2 separate regions of the Pan troglodytes genome follow, and region 2 is linked to region 1. The links are chromatin contacts, called in public HiChIP or PLAC-seq maps. All regions are on one chromosome and are shown on one strand. The core of a region is the stretch at or near the end of the contact, and the rest is flanking DNA. Distances in the headings are between cores, read along the strand shown.

Region 1 (6,820 bases), core at 2,789-5,288:
TATCTCATAATCAAGTAGGATTTATTCCAGGGATGCAAGCATGGTTCAATAACAGAAAATCTATGAATATGAATTTTATAAAATAAATTAAATTGTAAAAACTATAAGCTTGTCTCTACGGAGTAAGACATATTTGCAATATCTGGGTCTTCTTTCTCTTCCTCAAACATACCAGTTAAATTCTTTTTTTAGGGTCTATTCACTGATCCTACAATCTTTTTAAACTGACTGAAAAGACCCTTTTCACTGACCTCTCCCTGGAACTTACTCCTATCTCCTTATATCTACAAGGCTAACTCCTGCAAATCCTTTGTGTCCTTGCACCAGTAAAATCTCAATGAGACCTACCCTGACCACTCTATTTAAAATCTAACTCTACCCTCTTTCCTGGGACCCTCCTCAAAGTCAGGCGAACATAAACACAGGGGTCTTAACTTTTCACCATGTACAAGTTCATAGATTGAAATGTATTCAATGAGCAAGTATCACTTTTGTATTCAAATTATATTTTAGAAGTACGTATAAAAATCATGGAGCCTATAGAATCTGTATATATCAATGAGATTGTGCAGCAAATAAAAGGCACCTCATATACTTTATACAAAACAAATACCACTAAATATTTTGGTTTCGGACATTTAAGTAGCTATATAGACTAATGCTGAGCATAGTACCTGACACACATAAAATGTTTTAGAGACATAGTTTGCTATTATATTATAATAAAAGGGCAACTTAAAAACTTAGTGGTTATAATCAGTTTACAGAGGTAGGGGATGCATTTCTCTGTCAAAAAAATGACAGCTTGTGTTGGTATTTTTACTCGCCAGGGCCATTTAGGCTTTATCTTCAAAGTGCAGAAACAGTAAAATTCAATCATTTCCTACATTGTCTTGATTGCTTTACTATCTTAGTCAATTACTTAAAAAATTGATTTGATTACTCTGACATTTGCCAATTCAGTTAACCCATCCTCTACCCATTGAGAAATCAGAGAACCTACTTTCCTTGCATCTACCTCTCAGTTCTTATCAGTAGTATGAACAGAACAGAATATTCAGTGGATATTTTGGGCTTGTGCAGACTTTGTTTTCATAAAAATTTGGAGACCATATATCAAATGACATTTGGCATGGAGGACATTAGAATAAAAAGTTTTATTAAAATGCAAAAAAAAAATCCTCACAATATACTCTACTGCCCATATAGCAATATAAGCAAATGAATTAATGTAATCTTAGGATGTGAATTGATTTCAATGTTTTTCTTTAGTATTGTAGTTTTAAAATCATCTTTTAGTAAATGTCTGAATTATTTTTCTGAACTCTAGTGCTACATCTTTGGAAGTTTTTACATAATATTGTTATTCTAAAGGATTTGGTTTAAGAAATAAGGTAGAAAGGCTTGGTGAGTCAGATTCCTTCTCTCCTCTAGTCAAAGAGAATACTCTTTTCCTTCATGTGATCTTTTATCAAATTTTAAAAATAGCAAGTGTAATATTAATTGATTAAAAGTAGGTATCAATTTCAGAAAGTGATTTAGATAGGGCAGGTTTTTATTTTTACAATATCTAACAGATGCCTTTTGACGGTATGACCTTGGACAATCGAAGCTTCAGTTTCTTTTCTGGCAATGTTTTGTAAAAACTAGACCTACATCACAGGCTTGGTGTAAGAATTAAGAAGTATATATTCATAAAATATAGAAATTATTCTGTACATTTCAAAGACACATAGTTAACATTAATCAATCCTTGTTAATATTATTAAATACAGTGTGGCTGGAAGCACTAGTCTCCCTTAACTTGTAGTTAATTCTTCCAAGTTCTGTTTTTTTCCTTTCTGTGTGCTGCCTCTTCCTCCCACACCAATCCCATGTTGGCCATTTTGCCCTATGGTGACAGAGAAAGAACTCTGTAATCATTAGCCTAAAAGATATTAGCAATTGAATTTTAAATCTTTGAAGACTCATTGTTGTTAAATTTTAAAAATGAATACATTTTACCTTTGGCTAGGGTTCCCAGACTCTCCTTTTGAGGTCTCTCCATTCTTCATCTATTTATTGTTTTCAAAGATGCCTACCACTTGTGTTGAGATTCCACCCTTTCCTCCTGTTAAAAATATATAATTTGTTAAAGGGTTACAGGATAGTATAAAAGCACATGAAGTTTGAGGCCAGCAGATCTGAATTTATTTCTCCATTCTGTCATTGAACAAGTTTTCTGACTTTTTGCAATTTTTTTTTGAGTATCACCTCTCTCTAATCTCTAAATTAGGAAAAATCACCTCATTAATTAGTTGAGAGGATTAAATAAGATATTATTAAGCCCCAGGTACTTAGAGGGAAGCTTAAAACAATAGTTGCTTTCTCCTACTTCTCTTCATTGGCATTGAGACATAAATTAGTATCAGTCATTATGGAGGGCATCGCACTACAAATATTTTGTGACCTATGCATATGTATTGGAATTAGGTATCAGACACTAGTGAAAAAGCGTGGGAGAGAAATAATTTTCGTACTTCTTGGTACTACCGTAAACGATTTCTGCCAGCATATGGATAACTTTGTTTCCCACAGATAATCCTAATCCTGATCATGGTGGACACAGCTCTCCTTATTTTCCTAAAATTTTCTCAGTTGTTACTGATAATGTTGGTACTGTATTTCAGTTTCTTTATATATCAACATTAAATATTTGCCTGTCACCAAAATGTGAAGTAAAAAGCAAAAAAAGTCCTATAAAAGGTTTATTTTGACTGTTTTTATTTTTTCACGCGGTGCATCTATCAAAGAGCATTTATTTACTCATGGCAGGGGAGGGGTATCAGGGAATCAAATCTAATTTAATTTCTTAACTTTTAATTTTTCAAAGTTGGGATTGGAAGAGAGGCTGAGAAAAAGCTCTCTTGGCTGTTTTAAAAGCTAAGGATTAGTAGCAATGTTCTGACCTGAAATTTAGGTCTTGTGATTTCTTTCCAAGAGATTTTTCACTGCATGAAAAACCTGTTTGCAATGGCCTTTTTAATTTAATTCAATCTTAATTGGATACGAACCGTAAAAATCTAAGGGATTGTTAAAAGGCCTAAAAGTGCACAAAAGTATTTTTAAAGAGTAATATTAATAATCTGCAAGTGAAAAATGTACTTTGCTAAGTTACTGAACCTTTCTACCTAGGTTCTAGGTTCATTTTGTATTTCTTTCAAATTTTGAACGTTTCAAGGACGGAAAATTTCATCCTTAGAGCATATGCACTGTTTAGGGGACGGTTCAGCCATTTTCAAAAGGAGGCTAAGCTTTGTGTTCAGAGGTGTATATTTTAGGAATTCTCCACGTGGCTTAATTACGAGCATGCCTCGATTGTTAGCAGAGGTAAGTCAGGCTTCATCTTGTAATGAGACCCCTTGGAAAAAAGTCTGCTGCTGAGGCACCAACACAGGGTGGGTGAGGGCCAGCTTTCTAAAACGGCCTTTCATAACCTGGCGAGAATCACTGAGCGCTATGAGGCCATCGCCTGACGGAGGAGCCAATGCCCAGAGGCTTTTTCTTTCGCAAGAGATGTAAATGGCCTGCTTGGGGGGATAGGTAGGGAAAAGGGTTCTTTGGGTCACCCATTTTTTCTAGTCCCATTACTGACTCTTTGAGAATATTCAGATGGCGCCAGGTAGCACCATGCCTATTATTATTCTCACTGAGACAAAAGTCAGCGGCGGGTAACTGGTGTCCATTCTTCCGCTTGAATGGGTTGGAGAAAGACGGGATGGCTGGAGGAATTTGTTTTGTTTTGCTTTGGAGCGGGCTTCCTCAGTTGCATCCTGCCTCGGGCGGGCACAGCCCCGGGCTCTGGGAAGACGCCGCTCGGCAGCCGCAGTGGCCGCTGCATCATTGGGTTTTGGGGCAGGGAGGTGCGGAGCCCAGCCTGCGCTCCTGGCTACCCCTCCGCGCCCCGCCGCCGCCCACAGCCTACCCTTCTCCTCTGCAGCCGGTAGGCGGCCGTAACACGGGCGGGCCGAGCACGTGGGCGCCTCCGTCACACCCTCACACATACACACACGCGCGCGCGCACACACACATACGCATGTACACGCGCACCCGCACCCGCGCGCCTGTATCCCGTGCTGTTTCCCTGGCAGACACACAGGCGCTCACGAGTCTCTCCTTGCCAGCCTGCAGGGCGGCGACCCCCAAAACCCAGCTCCGGGTCCCAACCTAGGCAAGAAGCTGCTTCTCTGCCAACAGCTCCTCTTCGGCCTCCGTCACAGCCACCTGGACCCTACCCTTTCGCGACTGCTGCTGCTGCTGCCCGGACGTGGAAGCAGCAAGAGGCGCTTGGTCAAGACACACTGACGGTAATGGCAAGGGCCTACGCTAAGGGCACAACTGGGGGTGAGGTGGGGCTCGCCATTAGCCACCCAGGAGCCTGGGCACCAGCACCGGGAACGAATTGATGGATGGATGCCGGGAAGGACTCGCTGCGTCCTGTGGTGGAAGGAGGGAGGGCAGCTCAAAAGCCCTGGGAGGGAGAAGCTGGGCTGGGCGGGCAACCTTCTAACTCTGCATCTCTGTACAATCAGGGTGGGGGGCGACAGGCTGCACATGTAAGGGGAAGCACATGGGTTGAAACGTGCCGCCATCCTTTCTTCCCGTCGTGGAAATTGCCCACAGCATCCCCAGAGACCTACTCGTTTCCAAGCCAAGTCGGGGTTGGTTGAAGGGTGGGGTCCAACACGGGAAAGTCCAAGAGGGAAGTTGGGAGGGTTGGGGCAGAGAGAGACGCGAGGTGAATTGGAAGCTAAACCTCGTGCAGGTGGGCGATGGGGCGGGGAGAGCAGAGAGCTTTATTCCTCATTCGCTTCCGTTCGCTTTAGCAAAGGCAGAAGGCGACTACCGAGGACAGAGTGTTTTCACGTGACCACAGTTCCCTTTTGCTTGAGGTATCCTGTGATAAATGGCCCGAAAGGGGGCCTTTCGCCGTACGAAAGGCACGTGGCTGCTGGAGAAATCACGGCTCCTGTGTTTCTGCGCATCCTGGAATTTGAGAGTGTGGCGGTGAGGGTGGTGCTGCTGGGACTGTAAGAAGATGGGAAGCAGTTAGAAACCCAGATCGTTTCTACCTTTCTTTCACTAGGCTGGTCTGTGTGTGACTGGGAAGAAGATGGTATTGAGTACAGGGAAAACCTTGCACTCTAACGTAGCGCACCAATCGGATACATAAGAATGAATCAAGACTCCCGAGGCGTTCGGGAACAGGCATGACCCACCCAGTGGCACAGGCTGCGGGAACGGGAATTATTTTTCCTGAGCTGAGAAGCAGCTTTTGATGTACGTTTTAGGAAGCAAAGCCCCCAGGCTCGCGCTCTCCAGCGTCCCGCTTTCCCTTTCCATCCTCCTCGCTAGCTGGGAAAGGCTGGAGTAAGACGGGGCGGGGTCCGGACTCCGGCGCAGTGACGTAAGCAGTGTTTGGGTGCTTATGCAAATGAGTCTGCGACGGTTTCTTCTGGTCTTGCCGTTTTCCCCTCCAGATCTTATAGGTAGACCCAATCTTAGTCTGCACCATCCTTGCGGTTCACTACTTAAGACGTATGGGAGAAATGAAGGATTTGCTTTATATGCTGCTCTGGGGCTCCTCATCGCCCATGCTGTAAAAGCTATTTTCTACCTGTCAATGCCTGATTGCTTTTCCGCGATGCCAGCAACAAAGTGTTTGTTTTGAGGAGTTATTATCTGCAGACACAACCCCAACAAGCCCCTCACCCACCCAACCTCATTTCTGCAATATCATTGCTGAAACACAGACCTATTTATGTCTTAGGTGCCCAGTAGCGGGCTTGACTTGTACGTTCTTAATAAACACTTAATGATGGACTAAATCTTCTTTGAACAGTGTTAGGTTTTGAAGGGAAGGGTTAAAGAAACACACACACACACACACACACACACACACACACACACACACACACGAAGAGGGCGGCTCTGTCCAGCATAAAACCTATAGAAGTGGAGGACCAGCCTAATGCGGGAGCCCGCAGCCGCTTACAGGCTGGAGCAATTTATAGGTATGGGCAGAAGGGGTCTGAGCAGTATGGCTTGCTGCTCCGCGGGATATTAATAAGATGCTTCCATGAAGAGGCGGTTCTGGCTCTTGTTCCGGCGCGATGTCGTTCTGGTGTTCAGGGTGTTCCTTGGACCTTTGTCCAGCAAGATATGATAGGGATGTCTCTTTAGTTGGGCCTTTGTCCAACTCGTGGTCAGTTGGTTAGACGGGATGTTTCTCACAGCTCGAACCCCTGTGAAATGTTTCGCTTTCACCAAGGTCTGCAAAATAGCAGGGAGCTTACAACATGGTGCAGTTTGGACTAACAAACAGTATGTATTTTTTTCTCTCATATTAAATTCAAGATATTTGACCATCAAATCAGGCGATTTTATTTTTATGTGTTGTTGCCTTTTCTATGGAATCATCAATGATCCATGTGTATTTGTTGTAGTAAAACATATCCCAACAAATTTAAAATGGAATTTATTAACCATTTTTCTCTAAATAAAGCTTTCAGTTTGTGTTTTTTTTTAGGATGACAGGAATTAATAGGATTTTTAAAGAAAGATAATATTTTACTGTTGATAAGCTTTTCTTTTTTCTGATTGCACATTATATAGTTGATTGAAAACTTATTTTATAATTCTAATGTAGTTAACTCAAGATGTAGTATTTTAATCGAATTAAGAAAGGTATTTTTATATGTTTCTAGGAGATCAGTACTCTATCACTGAATAAATATGAAATAATGCAGAATCTTAAAACTGGATAACAGTTATGAGAGAT
Region 2 (7,151 bases), core at 97-2,596, 120 kb before region 1:
CCCTTTTGTTAATTCCTCCTTTCACTCTACTCAATCATCTCAAAATCAGTTCTACCCATAACTTCCACCCTCACTCACTCACTCAAAAATAAAATAAAAAAAAGGAAAAGAAAGAAAAGAAAAGAAAAACAAAGTGAAATGGAACTCCAGACAGAACCAGGGCAAAATATTATCCTGTAATGGAACTCAAAGTGCATGTAAAAAGCTTTATTAGAAGGAAAGCTAGATTTTTTTTTTATGCCTACAAAGCAAAATGCACGGGTATACTAAACTTTATATAGAAAGAGAGGCAGGAGAGTATGGTGGAGGTAAGTGTCATTTCCTTTACATGACTTTCTCTGTTCATCTACTGGCTCATTAGATCACCCCTGTCCAATTACATATTTGAGCACTTACGCAAGTTTAAATTTTCTATTAGCAACGTTTTAAAAACAAAAGAGAATCAAGTGCAATTAATTTTTATAATATATTTTATTTAACCCAATATATCCAAAATATTTCAACGTGTAATAACAAAATTAATTATTAATATCATTGCAAAGAGTTTATATTCTTTCTTTGGACAGTAATTCTTAGAAATCTGTTGTGTGTTTTACACCTGCAGCACATCTCAGTTAGGATTAGCTGCATTTCAAGTCCTCAGTAGCCACCTGCAGTTAGTGGTTACTGTATATGACGTGCAGTCACGGATGGGTCTCACTGTAAATGGGCTACATTAAAGTCCTCTAAGTTGATAACGAATCACTTGGAGTTCACTAAAGCTGTCAAAAGTAGAAAAGCTTAAGGAACTCCCCCTTCAACCCCTGTAAAGAAAGGGGAGAGAAATCTACTTTATAAGGTTCATATAAATTATATATTACCAAAAAAAAAAAAAAAAAGAAACAGAGACAGAAAAGGAAAGGGTGCAAAGGAGGGCGACAAGAAGGGAAGGAAGGAAGGAAAATAATGTCAATTGGTTTGTGGGGAGCGGTGAGTGAGTAACCATCGAATGATCCCTACATAGCCAAGACATCTCGTTAAGTGTTGAATGAGTTCTCGAAATCTCCAGGGTGGAAGGGAGCCTCGAGCTTCGCAGAGTCGCACAGCCATCCCCCGACCCGCGGTCTCTCCCTTTCCTGGAAGTCTGGCCAGGCAGAGAGAGTCCCGGCTCGGCCTGAGCTCCCACAGCTGTTCACCTCCCTCAACAGGAATCCCAGCCTTAAGGCCCCGGCTCACCCCTCAGCAGCGAGATTCCTTGGCTTTGTTGTAAGACAGCGCCCATAGCCGCTACACAAAGCGTATCCATGGCAACGGCCAATCACAAGGAAGAGAGACCGGTTTTTCCCTACAGGTGCTCTAGAAGGACAAACAATCTCGATTCTAAATTGAAACGAACGCAGCATTTCAGGGACTGGATGAGGAGCTTACGGTTTTTTACAGGTAGATTTTAATATTTAAGTAACTTTGGAAAATACTTAATAAAATGAAATTTTGTTATAATTACCCAAGTAGATGTAATCTCACTTTTAAATTGTTTAAATTGTTTCTGAGCTACATATATTTATATTTCCATCTGGTGATTTGACCATGTATAAGGTGTTCATTCCACAAACCCTTAATCCTGAACAGTGATTTGTGGGACCTAGAAGTATGGAAGAGAAGTCAATAAGTTGTTTGCCTTCCATGACAACAGTTTTTTAAAAAAGAAAAGAAAAGAAAAAAGAAAAAAATCATCAATCAATGCCCATCAAAAACCTCTAACTGAAGGGATGTGGGTGAGAAATTTGAAAAATTATTTTCTGGAGTTATTTTACTGTAAAAATATTGTCACACAGTATTTCAATATAAAACCTTAATTTCTAAGTTTATGTCATGCTATTTAATTTTAACTTAATTTATTAAGTTTTTTGTGGAGCAAATACATAGGGTACAAAATAATATTTTAATTAATAACATTTTTTACTTTAATTTTCTTTTAAAGTTTGCAAATAAGGCATTAAATTCTAAAAGGAAGTAGCCATAATTGTAAAAGGTATCTGCTATAAAATAAGCTAAAAGCAAATATTTCATTGAGCCTCTGGAAAAAAAAATAGACTACATTTCCTGGTAACAATAAACTTGAATTGCATCAACATAAGAACTAATAATATAAAGTGAGACGTTAATAGATTTCTCATATTAAAAGCACACATGTTAGTTTCCTTTTCAGGAAAGATGATTTTAAAAAATAAACTACACTTGGTTTCAGGTCTAATTAAATTCAGAGTATTTTCATTATCAAAGTCCATGCTCAAATGGAATTTGTTCTTTTTTTTAAGTTTGGTTTTATTGCTGATTTATAGACTATTGAAATTATCTATTTTTTATTGTTTTTTTAGAGACAGGGTCTCCCTCTGTTGCCCAGGCTGGAGTGCAGTGGTACAATTATTGCTCACTGTAGCCTCCAACTCTTGTACTCAAGTAATCCTCCCGCCTTGGCCTCCCAAAGCACTGGGATTATAGGTATGAGCTACTGTGTTCGAACCTCAAACTCTTCATTTAAAATAGACTTTCATATTGTGTTGAAGTTCACATGTAAGAATCTTAAGATTAGTTTTATTTTTGATTGTGAAACTATCCAGACTTCTAAAATTTATAAATCCTTTAATAATTTCAAAATTAATTTTGAATAACTAGTTTTCATAATCAAATAATTTTGGAAATAATGCCTTAGTTCCTTTCCTTCTCAAAGCTTACTTTGTCAAATATTGACAGCAAAAAAGAAAAACACTGAAAGATTTTCTGAAGATAAATTAATTCATGGTGATAGATCTCCTATATTGTCATGCGATTTTTTACTTTGGAAGAAAGGACAACTTTATCAATTAGTCATAATTTCGCTAGAATATTACTAATCAAAAATAAAAGGCAGCAGTTATCTAATACATTTGTAGATTATAAGTAAATTTAACTTGACACTGTTGTTTATCAACCATGTAGTATTTAGCAGAAGTCCATTTTAATTGCATTATTCCTAGAAACGGTAACTTCAGATTGAGTATGTTGGTTTGCCTATGACTGAGTAGACTTTTGTTTCTTTTGAACATGTTAACTTCATTTCATTTAAATTTTAAAAACAATTTGTAGGTGTGGTTGATTTATAGCATATTGGCTTAACAATGCATATTTCCTTTAGAGAGTACATAATAAATATTTATTGAGAGAATGAAAGAATGAGAGATAACTGTTTGTTCTTTGTTATCTGACAAGACTAATATTCCTTTGAAAATGTGTTGTAGTGAAATCATTTTAGTTTAAGAGCATTTTTCAACAACTGCTTTATTCTTCATATGGCAGTGATATAATTTAAATATCCCATAATATCATTGTTGTGTTCAAAATAGTTTCATAGCAGGTATTTCTTTGTTTCATTTTCTTGAGGCACGGTAATTATTGAGTAAAAGTAATTTACTATGTAGCTCATAGTACCACATATTGTATTCTTAGGCCTCTCATTCTCTTGTTCCACTTAAAGTGTGTCTCAAGCCTTCAGATTCTCTAACTCTCTTTGTGCTCCCTCCAAGCTGCTGTCATGACCAACCACTTCACAGAAAAATGAGAATTTATGACTTTCCCACAGTTTCCATCCCATTCCCCATTCTCACATGCATGACTCTTGTATAATCTTAATATTTCTATACTGAGATATGATATAACGAGATTCTAGCCTTATGATATAACGAGATAACTAACATCTAGCCAGGCACTGGGCTAAGAGCTTTACAAACATAATCTCATCTAATTTTCACAACATCTCTTTGAGGCGTGTACTATTACAATCTGCATTTACAGATGATGACACTGGCGCTAGGGAAAGTTATTGAGAGGGTGGTTTATATCTATGGAGTTAAATCTCATCTCTGCCATTTATTAACTAAGTGACCTTTGGCAAGTAATTTTGCCTTGCTGAGTCTTTCTCTCCTCATTGATGATATTGGGGATAATAGCATTTGCAAAATATCGATGATAAAGGGAATCAATTTAAATGAGACAATGTAGAATATGAGATAATGTTCAAAGTTTAATTACATCATTTCTACAGACTACATTCCATCTTTGATTCTTTGGTTATCCCAATGCTGGCAATTCTACTTCCTACTACATCTCTCATATTGTGATACTGTTTCCATTCCCACAGCCATTTATAAATTATCCCCCTATCTTAAGTGTCTTTTCTAATTTGGCTTCCACATTGAGGCCAGAATTATGACTCCCTATTACCTTCAGGAAAAAAAAATCTTTAGTAAAGCATATAAGATTTGTCACAATCTTTACGAAGTCTGCTTCTTTAGCTTATCTTTCATCTCTTGCCACTCTGATCCATGCCTCCTTACACCTCATTGTAAAGCTTCTGAGCATAGTGTTCCCTCTGTCTTGAATATTTCCTATCTCTCTCCCATTTTTATCTAACTAGGACCTTCTTAATCTTCCTTCAAGAATCATCTCAAAATCATCTTCTCTATGAAACTTTCCTGTTTCCTTTATTTCCTGTCCCCACCTCAACACATAATTCAGAGTCAGCCACAGGTTTTAATATTTGACTCCTTGACGTTCTCTTACTTGTTCATTTGTGTGTTCCCATCTCTTGGAACTTAGAATATAAAAACAATAACAAGAAGCAATTAGAGTTTATTAAACTAGTGCAAAATAATACCTATGAATAGATTAATTATTGTAAGTTGTCCATTCCTATAGCATCTCTGCTGTTGAGCTTTCAACATCAATTAACTAATCAGGAACTGAACAAAATAAATGCCACACCGGGACCTTATTTAATTAAGTTAGAAACAAATTCTTTGTTTATAGCAAAAGAAAATGTAGATCTTTCACACTACAAATATTTAAATAAGAACTACACTTAACTTACTGTGTATCTTTGTGTTGGCACGTCATTGTTCTCATTGACGTTGTTTCCAGTATGTGGAGCTTATGGCTGAAAAAGCCAACACATTAACATCTCATTTTACCATTCTTTGTAAACATAGTCATGGGCTTCTTTGAATCGTTGCTTGGATGCACAGTTTGTTGTGTTTTAACTTTGTAACCTTGAACCACAGTTTTGAAATTACCATAAACATCTTCCTTACCACGTTGCCTACATTTGCGCTTACTAAGTTCTCACCCCTTTTGACTTCTATACCATGTAACACCATGATATGACACCATGATCTAGAAATGTCTTTCTCTATTGGTTTCCATGAGATCATGCCTTGATTGTCTTCTCAGTCTGTAAAAGTCAGCTTTAAAAATTCCAAATTCTTAATTGTATCATTTCATTCTCTACCATCAAACCTCTGCCCATTTCCATCTATAGACAGTCCCTCTTCTCTTTCATTCACACCCATGACACTGGTTCTCTATGAATGACTTTCAAGTCTGTACAGCCTATGCTACCCATTTATCTGCACTCCATTTATAGTCCTTATGAGACATAACCCACAGATATCCTTTACCAATTCAAATTCAATCATGAAATATTGAATTTATGAATTTTTCTTCTAAACCATTTTCCTGGAATTTTAAATTTCCAGTGATTACCATTATTCTTTTATTTTCCCATCCTACATGAATCTTTCTGATTGTCTTTGATTCTTTTCCACAGTAAAGCATATTAAAGCTTAATGCAAGCTCTCTTTTTTTTCTAATTATCTTCTGTAATTGGCCTTTTCTGACCAGTGGGCATTTTGTTTGGCCCTCACCACCCTATTTTCTTTTCTTCATCCTGGGTACATGGTTGCTTTCAACTGGAGCTGAGTATTGCTGTGGGACCAAGTCTGTGCTGGTGGACTCTAAACAGAAGAGAAGTGTACAACTTCAACCTCACTTGCTTAAAAGATGCCTGCCTGAGTTTACTCATCCCCTTCCCTTTCTGTTAGGTATAAAAGATGGCACCTGGAGCCAATTTGGAAGCCACATGTTGAACAGGCCAGAGTTAGCTCCAAGTTTCTAACATGATTTTCTAGAAGTGAACCAATCACCTACTTTGAACTGAGATAAATAAAAGTTTATTTCTATATTTGGGTCCTTTGATAAAGTACTGCAGCTTGACCCTGCCTAACATGCTAATTATTACCACATCAACACTCAAGTCCATGCCTTCAACATTTCACATCAGAGTTACTACAGAGCTTTCTGGTTCATTAGTATCCATTCTCTTTCTTGTTCACAGACAGGGGCCAAGACCTTGTGCCTATCTTCTCGTTCAGGCTGTGAGAGAGCTTTTCACATGTGGTAGTAAATGGAATTGGAACCAAAAATGTAGATTTATAGCATCTTTGAAATAAACTGAAATAAAAATCATGCAGTCTTTCCAACTGAGTGTTCCATCAAAACATGCCAGGCATTAGAGGAATTAAAGAATAAGACAATAGGATGGAAAGTAGAAAAACCAAATGACAGCAAGAGAATTCAAAGCATAGGTAGAAGATATAACCTGTAGTGACTCCTTAAACTGAGAAGAACACTGGGAGATTTTACGAGGAAGATGGTTTATGATGAAGTAGGGAAGGTAGTACATAGACTAATGTAGACATCTCTTTTTTTTCCACTTTTCAAAGGATCCTTCAGTTCAATAAATAAATTGCTTTCTGCCTAATTAGGGACAGACAAATAGCTTTAAAATAATCTTATTAAATCCGCTTCTATCATGTCAATCATGCGCTACATATATTAAAACATTGTAAACTACAGTATGTTTAAAATTATAGTGCTAGTTAGAATTAAAACAGTGAGAAGAGAAAAGAGAAAATCTGGGAACACACTCAAGATTAGATTTGAAACTTTCATCTCTGCTAACCAGCACCAAAAACCAATGGAGTAGGTATTGATTTTTCCATGAAAGTTTTAGGAAAATTGACTACCTGGAAAATAAGTTTTAATGAAAGCTACTTTAGTTTTTTTATATACGGCATACCAAACTAAATTATAGATTAAGTAATTTAATTCATCTATCTATTCATGCATTCAACAAATATATATCAAGTACCTGCTGTGTGCTAAACCTGGAGGTTACAATGGTATATAAGACATACTCTCGCCACTTAAATACCCCTGACTCTCTGTGGGGAAGAAGACAGGTCAATGATAAATTTGAGAGGCAACAAATTGGGTTAAGAGAAAGATCCCCAAACCAA

The links. HiChIP or PLAC-seq counts read pairs in DNA pulled down with a chosen protein or histone mark.
Region 2: an H3K4me3 HiChIP or PLAC-seq map of stem cell-derived excitatory neurons shows a contact between it and region 1, with 2.7 times the contacts expected there. The contact joins the promoter of TSPAN19 here to the promoter of SLC6A15 in region 1. A contact is called at or near these places in 1 of 7 Hi-C or Micro-C datasets (stem cell-derived neural progenitor cells) and 1 of 1 datasets of contacts at active chromatin or transcription factors (stem cell-derived excitatory neurons).

The regions. Positions count from the first base shown.
Region 1 is chr10:91,723,071-91,729,890 of NHGRI_mPanTro3-v2.0_pri, reverse strand. It overlaps SLC6A15 (solute carrier family 6 member 15), which reads left to right and starts at 4,038. Exons shown (of 12, transcript XM_016923927.3): 1 at 4,038-4,346. LOC107967592 (a long non-coding RNA gene) reads right to left here and starts at 4,014. Exons shown (of 6, transcript XR_010148093.1): 1 at 3,965-4,014; 2 at 2,005-2,110.
Region 2 is chr10:91,842,962-91,850,112 of NHGRI_mPanTro3-v2.0_pri, reverse strand. TSPAN19 (tetraspanin 19) reads left to right here and starts at 1,346. Exons shown (of 9, transcript XM_016923933.3): 1 at 1,346-1,419. It overlaps LRRIQ1 (leucine rich repeats and IQ motif containing 1), which reads right to left and starts at 1,321. Exons shown (of 25, transcript XM_016923931.4): 1 at 1,216-1,321.